Linked DNA regions of Mus musculus: region 2 is linked to region 1. The links are chromatin contacts, called in public Hi-C maps. All regions are on one chromosome and are shown on one strand. The core of a region is the stretch at or near the end of the contact, and the rest is flanking DNA. Distances in the headings are between cores, read along the strand shown.

What was found. Hi-C and Micro-C count contacts between places; a contact is called where the count stands out from the background.
Region 2: a Hi-C map of Th2 cells shows a contact between it and region 1, with 1.4 times the contacts expected there. The contact joins two enhancer-like sites. A contact is called at or near these places in 9 of 39 promoter capture datasets (the 3T3-L1 cell line, 3T3-L1-derived adipocytes, the HPC-7 cell line and 5 more), 30 of 484 Hi-C or Micro-C datasets (the AtT-20 cell line, B cells, CD4 T cells and 20 more), 17 of 115 datasets of contacts at active chromatin or transcription factors (the SCID.adh cell line, acute myeloid leukemia, bone marrow-derived dendritic cells and 3 more) and 3 of 9 other capture datasets (adipose tissue, embryonic stem cells and liver).

Annotation. Positions count from the first base shown.
Region 1 is chr3:137,793,294-137,797,648 of GRCm38.p6, forward strand. Gm31678 (a long non-coding RNA gene) reads right to left here. Exons shown (of 3, transcript XR_376121.2): 2 at 3,614-3,748; 3 at 1,976-2,107. Among named protein-coding and RNA genes, the nearest start is that of Gm31678, 7.2 kb to the right of the region's middle. Within about 2 kb of position 2,873, at least 12 of the 459 cell types and tissues checked have an H3K27ac peak or open chromatin away from gene starts, as enhancers often do. A contact at or near this core is called in CD8 T cells and Th2 cells, where this site is marked.
Region 2 is chr3:137,908,321-137,912,496 of GRCm38.p6, forward strand. Dnajb14 (DnaJ heat shock protein family (Hsp40) member B14) reads left to right here. Exons shown (of 8, transcript NM_001033155.1): 8 at 25-611. The coding sequence ends at 149. Among named protein-coding and RNA genes, the nearest start is that of Lamtor3, 8.1 kb to the right of the region's middle. Within about 2 kb of position 2,376, at least 13 of the 459 cell types and tissues checked have an H3K27ac peak or open chromatin away from gene starts, as enhancers often do. A contact at or near this core is called in CD8 T cells and Th2 cells, where this site is marked.

The sequences.
Region 1 (4,355 bases), core at 1,623-4,122:
GTACTCTCCTCTGTCTTGAGCGCTGGGTCACAGTATGACCCATAATATATGGTCCTGAGGGTAGAACCCAGGTCTCCTTGCATGCTAGGCAAGTACTCTACCAATTGTTATATCCCTAGCCCTATTCTTTAACCTTTGTAATTCACCCTCATGTGGTGTGTGTGTGTGTGTGTGTGTGTGTGTGTGTGTGTGGCACATACCACTGCCATCCAGAAAAGGTCAAAAGACAACTCTCAGAAATTGTTTCTCTTCTTCCACCTTGTGAGATGGAACTCAGGCCACCAGGTCTATGTGCAAACTCCTCTACCTACTACTGAACTACCTCACTGGCCACAGTGTTCTTTTTAGGAAAAACAAAGAAAAACTGTAAACTGGGATGGCCTCTGTGGTCCCAGTAACCTGAAGACTGAAGTAAGAGAATTCTCACAAGCTCAAGGGCAGTGTGGGCTACAGAGTGAGACCTTGTTTCAACACCCAGGCAACCAAGCTATGAAGCGTACTGTGCAGGAACACAGCAGTGTGGCAGTTTGACAGAATAGAGGACTATGAAGGCTCTAGGAAACTGGGGATTTCCTACTGACAGTGCTCTGTAAGCCCTTGCTGGTCTGCATTTAATCGCAATGCAGTTGTAGCTGCAAACTTCAATTCAGACAGGCATTAATTACATCTCTGTGGCCTGAGTGCTAAGCACCAGCAGTGGTCTGGTGTACTATGATCAAGTACCAACAGTGGTCTGGTGTACTGTGATCAAGTACCAGCAGTGGTCTGGTGTACTGTGATCAAGTACCAGCAGTGGTCTGGTGTACTGTGACCAAGTACCAGCAGTGGCCTGGTGTACTGTGATCAAGTACCAGAGGTCAAAGCAGAGGGAGTGAATGGGAAAGGGGACAAACTTCCATTTTTTTCTGCCTAAAAGGCAGGGGGTTTTTTTTTGTTTGTTTGTTTTGTTTTGTTTTTTTGTTCTTATTTTTGTTTTTACAATACATGCATGGTACATAACAGCACTAAGAATAAAGCCACTTTTCTGAACCCAGAAAGGATGAGAAGGGCCTTCTAGGACAACGCTGCACAGCCCATAATTCTTCTTGAACAAAACTGAACACATTCAGTCACTACTTGATTTTAATTTAGTCTCTGTTGCCAAGGAAACATCAATATCTGAGTATATCCAAGGGAAATCTTTCTTCTTTCGTGATTTTGAAGGAATTGTTTATTGAGGGAACAGCGACTGAGTTTATTCAGTAGACAGCCTTAGCACCAGTCTCTGGGTGAATCTGCTGGGTCTTCTTGTGCCTCGGTTTCCTTAACAGATAAAGTAACATGATTTTCTTACTGTAGTGCAAAGTAAATGATTAATACTGGGCCTGCTCCCTTTAACGGGTGTATGGCTTGACATCTCACTGGACAGGTCAGGAACCTGTAGATTTTAAGGAACCTCCTGATTCTGACTAATTCCCGGGAAAGGAAGGCAACAAAAGAGTCCCTGTTTACCAGTGTCACGTTGTCACATGTATGTCACGTGGCACGTTCCATGTTGTAATCCCAGGCAAAGGGAGGAGAAGCTTAAGGGCAGCCTTGCCTATGGAGACCCCTTTCTCATCAGCAAAAAGGAACTCCGTTTTCTCCTTCAGCAACGCAAACACTGCTGCTGAAATAAACTGAGGAAACCTGAGCTACAGAAAGATTCTTTTTTCCAGTTATACAATCATAATTTTTGTCTGCCCCTAATTTATTTATTTATTTTATTTATTCTTTACATCACAATCACAGCCGCCCCACCCCCCATCCCCTGCATCTCTCCTCCCAGTCAGCAAGATGAGTAAAGGCATTGGTGGCTATGACTGATCACCCAAGTTCAATCCCTGCAACTCACAGGATAGAAGCAGGGAATTACCTCCTGCAAGCTGTTCTCTGACCTCCATACAAATGCTGCGGCATTAAAGCACACACGCGTGCACATGCACACACACCGCGAATACAAAATATTTAATAAAATATATAATTCAACTTTTTTCTGTTTCATGATACTTCAAAACTTCCAGCAAAGGAGAACCACAGCTGAGGCCAGCAACCGAATCCTCTGTGTCCTCAGTCATCGGGGACATGGCTGCAAACAAGAGCAAAGTCAGATTACATGTGACATTGCACAGGTACAGTTCCAGCATTCAGGAGGTAAAGGCAGGATCGTCAGAAGTTTAAGGCCATCCTCAGCCAGGGAGAGAGTTTATGAGAGCCAGATGCCTCTGCAGTTGAAAACCTACACTGGTCTTCCAGAGGACCAGAATTCAGTTTCCAGTAACCATGTCAGGTCGCTTACAACCACCTGTAACTCCAACTCCAGGGCATCCAGAGCCCTCTTCTGACTTCCCTGGCAAGCACACACATTGTGGCATGCACTCACACATGGTCATGCATGCACATACACATATACATAACTCACTAGAGTTAATTTCGTATAACATTGTAGGGCTATAGGCAATGTTAGGAAGACTTACATTAATTTTCTTAAACATATTTCCGTCAACGTTTAGGATTATAATATCTAGAGCACATTTGAAACCTCTTCCTCTCCTCCACCCACCCACATACTTCTTTCATTATTACTTTGTGGTAGTTGTGGAGCATGCTCAGATCTTGGTGAGACCTGAGTTCAAGCTCAGGTCGTTAGATTCTCCCCCCGCTGTGCCACTTTGGCCCCAGTATTTTTGATGCAGAGTACAAAATAACAGCCTACAGCTTGGCCACATCTCTGATGCTATGGCTATGTCAAACACTGGGTGTTCTGAATTTTCTAGAACACATGCCAACCATGAGACGGCTATGGGCAAAAGTATGAGTCAGGTATAGATCATGAATTGCCATGGTGACCTTAGTGAGGGTGAGGCCATGACTACCAACTAGAGGTACAGTGGTGTTTCACGGATAAAGGGGGTAAGGAAATGAATGTGCCTGATAAACTCAAATTAGATGTACTCCCAGCCAACTTCCCACATGCAGCCTTTCGCTGACAGTTGATTGGAGAACAAACAGGACTGGGAAGAAGTCAAAAACCGAGAACGATCCCAGCCAACTGGAACCAAAATACCTTATTTTGAGTGTGCTTGCAAAGGCCCTTTGCTTGTGAGAATTGAATGTCAGTAAAGTTTAAACTTGATCTATTTACCTTCCTGTGAGTCTGCCTCTGATTAAAAGTGACTGCTTTCTCATGCCAGACAACTTTCACATAACCACTTTCGGCATGATGCCTTCATGTGAAAGACGGTACTGTGTTTTTTAAGCCTTGGCTGGCACAGGCAAGTGTGTTCTCCTGCAGCCTGGAGAGAACAGAATGAGTTTAGGGCAGAGAAAGAGCAAGAGAACTTTCTCTGCTTTCTTTGGCACGGGAGTTTGTATAGAAGGGATGAGGCTAGCTCAATAGAAGAGTGGTTGTCTAGCAGGAGAGAGGTTTTGCAGTCCATCTCCAGCATTGCCAGAGAAAGTAAAAGAACACTCTTAGATACCCAAGTCTCGTGGAGAATAAAACATGCTGTGTCATACTTGCCAGCAGTGAACTGAACCCTGAACTAAGAATCTACAAGGTAGACTCATTAGGTCATTTGCATAAGTCGGTTACCAAAGATTTGCTTTGCAAGGCATTGGCAGACAGGTCTTGATGACAAAAAGGATTGAAGCATCAGAACAACAAGATGGGAAGCCGGGGAACATCCAACTGGATGCAGAGTCGCAACCACCATGGTCCTACAGGAGCCTGGAGGAAAGGACAAGGACGATGAGTAGCAATAGAGCCTGGGATGCCTCCAAACCAACCAAACACGCAATAGCTCTTTCTCACCCTCTTGCTCTCTGGTTGTCTTGCCTCCCTCCCACTTTAAATCTGTTTCTAGCTATAGTAGAAAAGGAAAAGGCGAGGAAAAGCTTCAGAAATAGCAGGACCCAAATCCATGACACTCTGGCACTGAACGGAGAGTTCTTTTTCAATCCTAATGCACTGGAGAGTCATGGCCACATTTGGTACCCACGTATTATCTCCTGAAAGCCAAAGGTCAAAGGCCCAGGCTGGAAATGTAGCTCAACTGGTAGAGTAACTATCTAACATGTAAGAAGCCCTGGGTTCAGTCCCTAGCATTTCATAAAACTAAGTCCACCTGTGATCCCAGAACTCAGTAGGTGGATTCAGGAGAAGGTCATCCCCACTATACAGTGAGCTGAGTTGAAAGCCATCCTGTGATACATGAGACCCTGTCTCAAAGCAAAAGAAAACAAAGCCAAAGTGAAGGCCTGTCATAGATGAGCCTCTTTGTAGTCTAACTGTGCATATGCTTTCAATTACTTCAATTGTTTGATTGCTTCATTTA
Region 2 (4,176 bases), core at 1,126-3,625, 110 kb after region 1:
AACTAGCAAATATTTGACATACAGAAACAGATATGCAGTATGCAGCCAAAGTGTACCGTGATGAGCAGCTGCGGAGGAAGGCGGATGCCCTGAGCATGGAGAACTGCAAGGAGCTAGAGCGGCTGACCAGTCTCTACAAGGGGGGATAAGCTGGGTCCCACCTGCTCCTTTCTGTGTACTCTGTCTTCTCTGTAAATTTCATGTCGCCATGAAGCTGAAGAAGATTTGATTAAAGACTAAGCTGAGTAGTTGATTCCTGAAATCTTGGACTGTTAATGACCTACTGGCTCATTTCAATAGTAAGAACTGAAAACTAAATATTTTAGTATGCTTCTGCAATTACTTTAACTTTAAAATCTTATATGATTCCTTACAAAGTCTGGAGAGGATTATCACACCGGTAGCAGTTGCCAGCTTTGTGATTCTCCATTGTTCCTTTGCCATGTAAATATTTCTAGGATGATTTTGTACACATGCGAGCGCTTGCCTTTTATTTAAATTATTTTAGTGTTTAGCTCCATGAGACACTAGGTTCGGGCCGATGGAATGGACACAGTCACATTTCCCATTAGGTGTTTGCGTGTGTGGAGTTTAAACAATGAACATTTTTCAAAAAGAAAAAAACAAAACTTTATGTAAAATCTTATATCAGTGTAGAAGGAATTGACATTTTAAATATTGTTCTTATATTCCAGAATCTGTACTGACATAAGTGAACTGGTGTTTACTCTCAGTGTGCTCTTTAGTTTTATGAATGCTAAGCCATACATAGGAATGAATTGCTATAAGATAGACTTTAAAGAAAATATGATGATAAATATTATGCTAAGTGAGTTTTCAATGGTAAGTTGCAGTGATGCCATTCACAATTCCAGTAATTAAAAGTTAGCCCCAGCCGGGCAGTGGTGGCGCACGCCTTTAATCCCAGCACTCGGGAGGCAGAGGCAGGCAGATTTCTGAGTTCAAGGCCAGCCTGGTCTACAAAGTGAGTTCCAGGACAACCAGGGCTATACAGAGAAACCCTGTCTCGAGAAAAACCAAAACCTAAAACAAAACAAAAGTTAGCCCCAAATGTTCATTTATGTGTCTTTCAAGGCTACTGAAGCTTATGAAACAAAAGATGAACTTTCTTCCTATGGAAATTCAGTTTCATGGAGATAACTGAAGCAGGACCCCAAAGCAAATGGATTCTTCTACAAATAAGTAATAAGAACAAAATGACCACTAACACCGGGCTTTGTGCCTTTCTGACTGCAGCTGGCTTACTTCACAGCATGGTGTGTTGGGCCACAGTAGCCCTGTGCAGAGATAGAGCAGCAGCTAGAGCAGTGATTGACAGCTAGCAGCTAGAGCAGTGATTGACAGCTAGCAGCTAGAGCGGTGATTGACAGCAAGCAGCTAGAGTGGTGATTGACAGCAAGCAGCTAGAGTGGTGATTGACAGCAAGCTGCTAGAGTGGTGATTGACAGCAAGCAGCTAGAGTGGTGATTGACAGCAAGCAGCTAGAGCGGTGATTGACAGCAAGCTATTAGAGCATGCTGCGCTCCACCAACCAGGCCACTCATCAGGTCTTTAGAATAAGCTCTTTGTAGCGAAATCTGTAATGTAAAGTGGGAAAATACAGCGGGGACTTGAAGCTTTGCTGCTCATTGAGTTTGATGTAATTTCTGGTCTTGTATGTTTAATGATAGTATTGGCTTAAGGGTTTTGCTTCATACAGTTAAAGAATTACAAAATGTTTTTGGTATTTTTTTTCATATCTCCTGTCCCCAACCCCTTGCTTAAAAATAAGAATGTCAGACAGAGTGGCTTTGTGCCTTTGCTTAAGGATTTTTCCCTAAATATTATTGATTTGTGTCATCTGTTGAACTCAAGCGGTCTCTTGCGTTCTGCCATCAGACTCTTCAGTAGAAAAACCTGATTATAATAGTGGGTTGAATTATACACATTGCCCTTGGGGTCTGGAGAACTCAACCATCCTTCTGGAAACATGACCTTTAGAACTAGGAGAGCTACAAAGAACCTAAAAGTTCACTTTAATTTTTCACATAATACATCATGCGAAACTTTTAAAATGCTATATATCTACTCAACTTTAGTGAAAACCTTTCCCTGACAATTTACATATTTTTGTTACTCCCTAAAGTAGAATCTTGAGAGGAATAACTTCAAAGGACCACGTTCCACAGCAGGGACTTCCTTCCTCTCCACGGTGTCTGTCACTTTTGGCTGCCTCTAGCACAGGTTCTGTTGTGTGCTTTCACAAGGGTGGAGGGCTCGATGTAAAATCACTGCTCTTTGCTTAGAATAAACCTGCGGCTGAGTTTCACATTAGCGTCACGCTCACAGGTCCGGGGCACTCCTGGCCTCATTCTCAGAGCCTTCTGATCTGTTGTGCTTCCTTCAGCAAACTTCCTGTCTAACCGTTAGCCTAAAGCAGTGCTGCTTAGTCCATGTAAATGGTTTTCCTAAGGTTGCGTGCCTCTGAACACAGCTCGTTGTGGTTTTCAACTCTGTCATTAGAATCTCCTCCCTCAACTGTCATTTCACTGTCCACTTTGCAGATTTCTGAATCCCATCAAGCCAGTATTCTTCTTTTGATTTGTTTGTATCTTCGTCACCTGCTGATCATGTTCCCTGGTACAAGATGATGAGGCTTGGAGCTTCTCCTAGTATCCTCTGGTCCTCCAGGAGACCGACATGCTGCTTCTATGGTGGTTTTAGTGTGTGCTCATGGTATCTTTGTTGTCATCATTGTTTTAATATTGAGTCCAGGGTCTCACTGTGTAGCTCTGGCTGGCTCCAACTCTCAATGGAGACCTGGCTGGCCTGGATCTCACAGCGATTGGCTTGCCCTCCATCCTACCCCGACTCCCCACCCCCACCCATGCTGGGTTTATTGGCTCCCACACCTGGTAATACTATTTTCATTCATAGGAACACATAAGTTTCTATTTGCCATTCAGATCGTGGATCTCATGTTTAACCTACCCATTGAAATACGTATTTCTAATTCTCTAGTTTTTAAGGGTCTGTGGCAACTAAATTCTCCAGTTTCTTGCTCACCTAAGTCCTTTGCTCTTCTTCTCAAGAAGAGCTTCTCAAGTCCAGTGCACTTCATTTAGGTCTTGGTTTTTCAACTGTAGGTGTAAAGAATGCTGCTTTGTACAGTCTGCTTCAACTCGGCAACTCTCCATGGTTTCCCTTCATCCGCAGCCGGGATGGCTGGGGTCCTCTCCACTGGCTTAGCTCTTCCTCTTGCTCTTTGAGCATGGCCTTTAACCCAGGTCATTTAACCTCAAGGTTCTGCGATTCAGTTGCTCAGCCATTCCTGCAATTCTTGCAACTGTTCGAAATGGTTTTATTTTATTTATTCTTATGTTTGTAGTGCGTGCGTGCGTGTGTGTGTGTGTGTGTGTGTGTGTGTGTGTGCGTGTGCGCGCGCGCGCGCGCGTGCATGTGCCATGAAGCACATGTAGAGGTCAGAGAACACCTTGCAGGCATTAGTTCTCTTTTTATACCTTGTTCAGTTCTGTGGATTGAACTCAAGTTGTCAGACTTACGCAGGAAGTGTTTTACCACTGAGCCATCTCACCACCCCGCAGATTGCTGTGTGGCTTCTAACTTCAGACAGACTTTTGCTCTTCACTATAAAAATATAGCTCTTTCTCCCTGGTGACTACGTGCCATTTTTTTCATTTTCTTCTCTTCTATTTTTAAATGTGTTTTATTAGCACACATTAATTATATAGGGCAGTGGGTTTCATCGTGACATTTTCATACGCGCATATAATACATTTTGTCATCTTCACCCCTGTGACGCTTTCCTGTTCCCCTCCTACTTCACTCGTTCGCTTCCTCTTCCCAGTCCGTCCCTCTTCTCTTTTCAAGTCTTCTTGTTGTAGTTGAGGGTGATGGTGATGATGATATTGTTGTTGATGATGATGATAGTGGTGGTGATGATGATGATAACCCAAAGACTTTTTACTATGGTTGAATGTAGGGACATAGGTCAGGGTTATTTACAGGAACATAGGCACCAGTGCCTGCAACCCTGAAGAAAGTGTATCTCCTCTCATCAACCACTAACTGCCATAGATCATCAGGGAGGGCTGGGGGAGAGGGCTCATGAGCCCCTTCCCGTTCAGGGCAGGATGTGGACAGGCTCCATCTTAT